2 separate regions of the Thunnus thynnus genome follow, and region 1 is linked to region 2. The links are chromatin contacts, called in public Hi-C maps. All regions are on one chromosome and are shown on one strand. The core of a region is the stretch at or near the end of the contact, and the rest is flanking DNA. Distances in the headings are between cores, read along the strand shown.

Region 1 (4,076 bases), core at 98-2,597, 140 kb after region 2:
TAGACATTTATGACACCCGAAAGAAAGCAAATGACTGCAATGGACAGTCTGCTTTTATCTCCCTCCCCTGACTGTATTTTATACAACTATTTCTGGGACGTGTTTGTGAAATATCCGACTGCTGCTGCTGCTGCTGCTGGCTCATCACAGTCAGTAATGACAGCACATCTCCAGTTACAGAGAAGTTTTTTCGCAACCGTTTCCGCTCTTTTTTTTTTTTTTTTTACACTTCTCTGTTTCCTATAACACTGTGGTTTAGAGCTGCAACCAGCAAAGGAGGGAGAAAAAAAAACAACAACTCAGTGGAAAACATATTGCGGCAGACGAAAAGCAGATTATTAGCCTAGCTCGAGCGTTTAGCTGGTAGCTTTTCTTGTGACGACGACTAAGCTGTCAAACAAACTGACGAATTCTGACCGTTGAGCTAACTTCGTTAACCGTTACCGCGGCGGCGGCGCTTGAAGCGGCGGCGGTTACGTTTAGTTTTGTTGATAAAAAACAGACAGAGAATGTTAACTTAAAGGCCTGATTGTTACCTGTAAGGAATGAGAGCAGCCGTCCGGCTCAGTGAAGAAGTCTTGTGACTCGGATTTGCCCCGCCGTCGTCTCCTCTACTGTAGGCTGCTTATGTCAACAGCAGCCAATGTAAACTTCAAGCTCCGCGGCGACCCGCTTCGAGAAAATCCTGCGTCATTCTCCGTCCTCCAAAAACGGCCTTTTTACAACGCAGGAGGTGTCCTAAAGGAAGCCATGACAGGCAAAGTGTCTCCTTTAGACACCCCAAAATAATGAATTGTTTAAAATTGTCTGCAGTACGGGTTGTTTTGCCACTTAAACTGCAAACGCCTAGCGTCAAGTTAGCTAACGTTAGATACGACTTCCGCCGCATTAAAGGCTGATTTATGGTAGGTCGCTCGACACTTTTGGTAAGTGTCGCTCGACAGAAATGACGTATTTTCGATAGAAATGTCGCGCATCTGGAGAATTTTGTTATGTCGCGGACACCGTCCTATTTTGTCGCGCAGTGTGATTGGATAGTGTTACTAACGTCGCCATGGAGACCACTGTAGTTTTCACTGAACTTCCTTATTGATATTTTGGTCTGTAAGTTTTTAGATAACTTGTAACGTCGAGATGATATAATGTAATTAAACAAGCTAACTGGAGGATATAATTTACCACGGTTACCATGGAGACGACCGAAACTTTTCGCTGAAGCATGAATGAAGCATAATGAAAACGTCGCGCGACTCTTTTCTGTTGAGCGACATCAAAAGTGTCGAGCGACCTGCCATAAATCAGTCTTATTAGACCGTTGGCAAAGCTAATCTGGGACAAAGTCCTGCTCCGATTGAGTAGATAAGGGATCACAAGGGAGATATTTCCTGTTTTGTACCAAACAAAAATCCAAAAACACATCCTTTCGAAGAAATATAACGTTATTTATTTATTCCTGAAGAAAACCCAAGACACAAGTACAGTAGACATGATGTCAAACAAGTTCAACAATCAAAAATTTAAATGCTATCGAATGTTTGCAGTAATAAGCTTAATTCTTAGTGATTTAATTTCAATATTGATCGAAACACTGTGGCATTTCCTATTTATTGCTGCGTTATTATGGTGCATCAATTTTGAAGAAATTTATCCACTTCCGGTGTCACTCCCGCGCTCTTGACAGCAGCATATGTGCGGCAGGAAAAGCAGTCGAGCTAAAAGCTAACTGGGTCAGTGGAGCAGATCGACTAATCGGTCATCAATATTCTTACTATAAACATTTTCTACATTCTGCAGCAATATTTTCCACTTTTTCTCACTTGCACATATTATAGATAAAAGCTGCTCACTACTGCAGTATTATTAGTATAATTAAGTGGGTTTTATTTTCCATCTTATATTACATGAATGTTTTTTAACGTGTTTTTATGTTCATTTTATGTATTTTTTCATGTGAAACACTCAGTACTTGTAATTTATTTGTTTTGAAGCACTTTGAGCTGCATTTCTTGTATGAACGGTGCTTTACAAATAAAGTTATTGTTACAGCTGATGTTGTTTAGCAGCAGAAGCATTTGCATGTCTCAGTGGCGCCACAGGAGCATCTGTTTGGGGAAAAAAACTGATTCAAAAAAGATGCTTCAAACATTTCTTTAATATTTTAGACAGAGTCACACAGTCTGAGTTTGAAATGTCTTTTTAAAGTGCTATATCAGTAGTTTAAGCATACTTGCTGCTATTTTTTTAAAAAATAATATCAACATGTTTATGATTTCATGTATGTATTAGTTAATTTTAGTGCATTTAATACGCTGTTGCACATCTTTATATGTAAGCCTGCACCTTATCTACCTACTGTATGTATTGTAACATTAGTGTTTGTCCTGTTTAATGTAAACTGTTGCATTAAAGGAACACAACTCTGTTCCCCTGAACACTGAGAGCCTCACACAGAGATAATGATAATATCTAATAATTCTGCCATGACTTTGACTCAGCTTTAATATAATAGTTTTAGCTAAATTACTACTACAATGATCTATTATCTTCTCTGTGAGCTGTGAATACATTTTTCTTAAGTAATGACTCAATATTTTATCACTCCAAAACATTCCCTCCAACTTTACAATGTGCAAAAAGTGCAGAACAACAATCAACTAGAATTTAAAGAATTTTTTAAAAATAAATTAATCAACAGGACCGATCAGTACAGTGTCTTTCTTGTGGAAACAGCAAATTTTTAAGTAACTGCTACTCTCTTTTTTGGTCAGTACAGAACATTTTTAAGGTTTTAAAACCAACTTTTGCAATGTGAATGTGAGCAGAACTAGCACCTATAATTAAAAAAGAAAATATAATCAATAAATATGTGAATAAAAATGAATCAAAAGGTAATCTGCTCAGTACAGTGTCCTTTTGTGGAAGAAGTTAATATAAAAAAAAGGACACTGAATTTAATAATTAAATTAAAAACAAAAAAATGAAGTGAGGACTTTATTTACTTGTTTGTGGTGTCGGAGAGCCTGAAAACCATCTTAACTGTCATTATATTTGTTCACAGATATTATACAGACATATTACAATTGATTTAAAAACTCTACAGGCTGTTCATGTTTATCAATTCTGCATTTAACACTCTTAAATGTTAACTCTCACTCTTAAAAAATACAAAATCTTCATGTTTGCACACCTTGGATAACATTGACACTACAAACAGCTGACAGGCGACACCTTGTGGTCACACGTGGAAATGAATGAAGGCTACCAGGTTTACAGTGTGTGTGTGTGTGTGTGTGTGTGTGTGTGTGTGTGTGTGTGTGTGTGTGTGTGTGTGTATAAAGACAGCATGGTATTGTAGGATCCCGGTTAATGGCTGCAGGTTTGATTAATCACAGCAACCTCTTTCCCTCTTCGCCCTTTCCCCCCCCTCTTCCTTCCCATGCTGCCTTTGCTGAACTCAGCACACCTCCCACTCATTCATCTTCCTCTTTTCTCTCTGTCTCTCAGCTTCTCGCAGCCCAACATAAACACGTCTCCACCCTGCCTCCCACGGTGATTCTTGTTTTAGTGGGCCTGTTTCTCCTCACTTCCTGTCTTTCCTGAATGTTAACGCGTTCACTTAAAGCCATTAAATCTTTCTGTTTCTTCTTCATTTCCTCCTAGATTTCCACTCATTCTTCTTCTTCCCTACTTAGTTTAACTTTATTTCTCCTCATGTTCTTACATGTGGGTCACTTCGCCCCCTTGCAGTCATTCAGCCCCCCCATGTTTTGTGATTCCCATCAGTCCTCTTGTTCTTCAATCTGGGTCAGACAGAAGAATGCACTCCCTCGCCCCCCCCCCCCCTCAAAAAAACCCCCCAAAAAACGCAGATTCTTCACTTTTACGACAGCTGTTTTCTTTATTATATCCACAGACCACCACTACAACCTCTCTCTGTCTCTGTGAGGCCAAACCCGAGCACCTTAAAACACTGTTGTCTCTTTTTATTAATGGCTCCAGCTCTAAAAACGGCTCTATAAGTACCACTCGGTTATAAAAATCCACATAAATTATCATCTACAATAACATAATGCAGC
Region 2 (4,018 bases), core at 1,010-3,509:
CTACATACATTTTCACTACTTTTATTATATTTTACCATATGTTTAATTAATGTATGTATAGTATATGATATGTATACATTTATTTAACCATGTATATTGTGCATCTTACAGAAAAATATAATTTGGGATAATTCTATCATGTATCTTATCTTAAATATACAAACACATAGAAGACGGAGAACAAGATAATGTCTCACTACTACTCAAAGGTGTGCATGCCGCCTACATGTTGGATATGTAGGCGGCATGCACACTATATCAAATTTATTTCATTAAGAAATTAAAAATAAGCCTTATAAGAGCTGCATGATATCTTAATTAATGCTTTGCAGGTGCTGTAAGGCCTTAAAATGTTGGGAAGGTAACTGAAATCCAGGCCTTTCATAGTCCTTTTTACATCATAAATTTAGTTCTACATGATGGAAAAAATGGCGTTTTGTATGCATTAACACTACTCATAAGTCAATATTTGTTTTCTTTATTTATCTTAATATTGTTTCAATGATTTCCATTTAACTGATAATAACGATTATTTAATTCTCAAATCTTAGCACCCTGACTTAACATGTGAGAGTGCAGAGAGGTGATTACATTACAACAGATAAAATTTTTGTTTTTAATTTATATTTTTGGTGCTTGGTGACATTTGTTGATTCGTTTCATTTGCAGGACTCACAAGAATAACTTTCATGAATTCATTCATGCACTATTTGTGATTCCAAGTGAGCTAGCACGTCCCATGTTTAGCACTAGCAGGGTTACATCAACAGCTTTCCCAGTTGGCAGCTCACAGCTAGGATAAATAAGATGATGTGCAATACAGTATATAACACAGAATTGCACAATACACCAAGTATTCTCACAGGCTCTGCATGTCAGAGGGTATATTTTTTTTCTTTTTATGTTTTAGTTTTACTGGTTTTCCAACATAATACAGATCTGGCATGTCATGATTTCTCTTTAGGCTGTCATACAAGACTGAAATGACCCTTAAAGTCTATTTAAATTATCGTGTTGAGCAATCAGCGCACAGATAAGAATTTCCTGAACTGGAGCTTAAAGAGCACAATGGGTCTACTTGGTCTCACAACACGGAATTTAACTGCATTAACAGTCTGGATAATAGAGGGTCATAAAATTGCAAATCACATTCATGCATCCAGAGGGCAAGTTCAGGATCCGTGGGATAAACACTGGGGGGAAGATGGCAGCTAATGTCCGTCCAGTTGCCAGAAGAGTTTGGGAGGAGTTGTCCTCTGGATTACAAGAGATGAGATCATTACTGTAATATTAATGCCATACAGAGCTATGTCATTTCTGAATACATCTTCAACACACCATAAACTCTCTCTGGACCCAATATCATTAAACTGCAAAAGTGAACAAACATCCCTTGGTATTTATTTCACTTCAATGTGTTGCACAAAACCAACAGTTTCAATACACAGACACACACACACACACACACACAAAATAAACAAGCCCCTGAGTCCAGTAACAATCACTCCATGTTCACTTTATTTGGACAGGATACTCTAACGCAGCTTCAAGGGTTACGGTTCAGGCAGTGCAATCTGGCGTCTAATGAAGTCTACAGAGAGATATCATCTCACAACGCTGCTTTTATTTCATCTCCCCTCCCAGTTCTCCTCATCCAAGACAAAAAGCCTTCACATGAGAGCAGCTTTGTCCAGATTGCTTGTGTCTCCATTAGAGCTGAGAGCAATAGTTTTTTACAGTTCTTAGGATTTGGTTAAAGCTGCTAAGAAATCTGCACCATTGAGGTTTGGACACTAAACTCAGGGTCATGGAAGTAAAAACCGTACAGTTTGAGGGGATTGTTTAAATTTTCCGGCTATTGCTGTGCACCAAACTGAAGTAAAACCATAAAAGTACTGTAAAAAATACTATCTGGCTGAGGAGCTTTCCCTTCTCTGCATCATTTCGTCCTCCCCAGCCATCCATCTCCTCTCCCTCTTGCTCTCATGCTCTCTTTTATTAGTTTGACCTCATGAACAAGAATAAATAATAAGAAATAGACGGAATAATTTCCCGTTAAACTAGCTTTATGATGTCAGGTGCAGTTGTCATTGGTGCATGTTACTTTTAACAGATCAACCCATGCAGAAATACACTTCCTCTTACTATCTCTGTCTGTCACACACACACACACACACACGCACGCACACACAGGACGCACGCAGGAAGTGAGTAAAACTTTATTTATAAAACCATTTCCGTGTAGAGTCATTCGCACTTGAGACACCACAGAGTAAACTGTTAGTAACTGGTAAGTAAAACTGCAGGCAGCACTGGCTGTCTGACTTTTTCATATTTTCTGGTACATTTATGTAACTTGTGGCTTTGATGTCATCCAGTTGGCCCTCAAGATGCTTTCTGTGTCTTGCCAGGTATCACAGTAAATCAGAAGTTGCCCTTTTGATCTGCCATACTTCATAATCCTTTAAATCTCTTTTTTAGTCAGGGAAACTTTGTATAATTTCTTGTCTTATCTGTTTTTGTAGTGTTAAATCTCTGGTCTTATCCACTTTTTATTGGGCTAACAAACCTTGACTAATTTCTTACAAACAGAAAACCAAAGATATGACTTGTGTAAATACTTTTTGGCAATTTATTAGGAAAAGTGGCTTCTAAAACTCTTTGGATTTGTCACAATACATTAAAAAATACTGACATGGGTGTGTATGAAATCTGGTTTTAATAAAAGGTCAATTGATGCATTGCATTTCCAACAATATTTTGCAACATATTGACTAACTGGCCTTTGTCCGACTTGCTGTAAGAGGCAATGTAGAAACCCTGTCTGGATCTTTAGAGAAGACTGAAAGTGAGGTGATCTGTTTTGGCTTCAACAAATGAGCATTTAGCATCAAACTGACTTTCTGTTTAGACAGGGTCGTGTAGCGCAGACACACCGAGGTAGCAAAGAAGCATCCTCATCCCATAAATGTTCCTCTGCCCATCAGGATGTCCAAGTCGGATTGCCAAGGGAAAACATTCTTTGTTTTAGCTGTAATTTGTTCCACATCTGCGATTCATTCTCTATCTCGTCCTCCTCTTTGAGCCCCGTCCATTTTGAACCCCGGCTGTGGTCCACTGAGTGAATAATGGCAGGATAACGCTGTGACACACTGTGTTTTTTTTTTTTTTGTTGTTTTTTTTCTAACACGCACACAAACATACTGGAGTCATTTGGTAAAGTCAATACCTCTAGCGTTGCAGACAAGGTCATTCGCTTTAGCAGCATAAAGAAGGAGCTGAGAGAGGAAAAAGAGTGCGTGTGAAAGAAATCATCACACGAGGAAGGTGTTACATCCTAGAAAATTTGAATTAAATTCATATCAAATCATCTTGGCAAAAGCTAAACTTGAAACCGTGATCACAAGATGGACGTGAAATGTTGATTCGGAAACCCGTGGCTGCATTAAAAGACATAGTGGTGCCACAGCAGTAGTTCTGGGTGTTAAGTTCATTTTGCGGTTACCTCCTCATTGTCTTTCTGATCCATTTTTCTCACAAAATGTGTGAATAAACATGTCATGAAGGTTTCCGAAAACAATTTCAAGCCAAAGTGGAGAATTATTTTTAAAGCTAGGAGGAAAAAACTAATATAAAAAAAAACCCAAGAGCAAAACAGTCAAACTGTTTGGTCTTTATTCATAAAACTAACCAATACAGTACTAAAAATACCTATCAACACAGCTTTGTGAATCTATGCCCTCGAGAGCAATAACAGCTATGAGTTTCCATGTTATTTCATATCAATAACTGCAGTTGGAGTCCTCGTGAAAACTGACACCCTTATTTGCTGAATCAAGCCTTGTAAAACAAAGAGGCACATGTTTCTTTTCAAAGCCTTTTTTTTTTATACCATCATGCTGATGTAGATGTCTCATTTCATGTATGAATCAGAGGTCAACAGCGTAATACTTTTCTGTGCAACATTTGCTTTGCTCCATTTCTGTTTGACCAACTTAAAGCTGCAATTACTAAACAA

The links. Hi-C and Micro-C count contacts between places; a contact is called where the count stands out from the background.
Region 1: a contact with region 2 is called in a Hi-C map of muscle, with 5 times the contacts expected there. The contact joins the promoter of clcn5b here to the promoter of si:dkey-171c9.3 in region 2. A contact is called at or near these places in 2 of 3 Hi-C or Micro-C datasets (both in muscle).

Annotation. Positions count from the first base shown.
Region 1 is chr22:19,743,353-19,747,428 of fThuThy2.1, forward strand. It overlaps clcn5b (chloride channel, voltage-sensitive 5b), which reads right to left and starts at 1,348. Exons shown (of 17, transcript XM_067579188.1): 1 at 537-1,348.
Region 2 is chr22:19,602,980-19,606,997 of fThuThy2.1, forward strand. It overlaps si:dkey-171c9.3 (A-kinase anchor protein 11), which reads left to right and starts at 2,260. Exons shown (of 2, transcript XM_067580144.1): 1 at 2,260-2,290.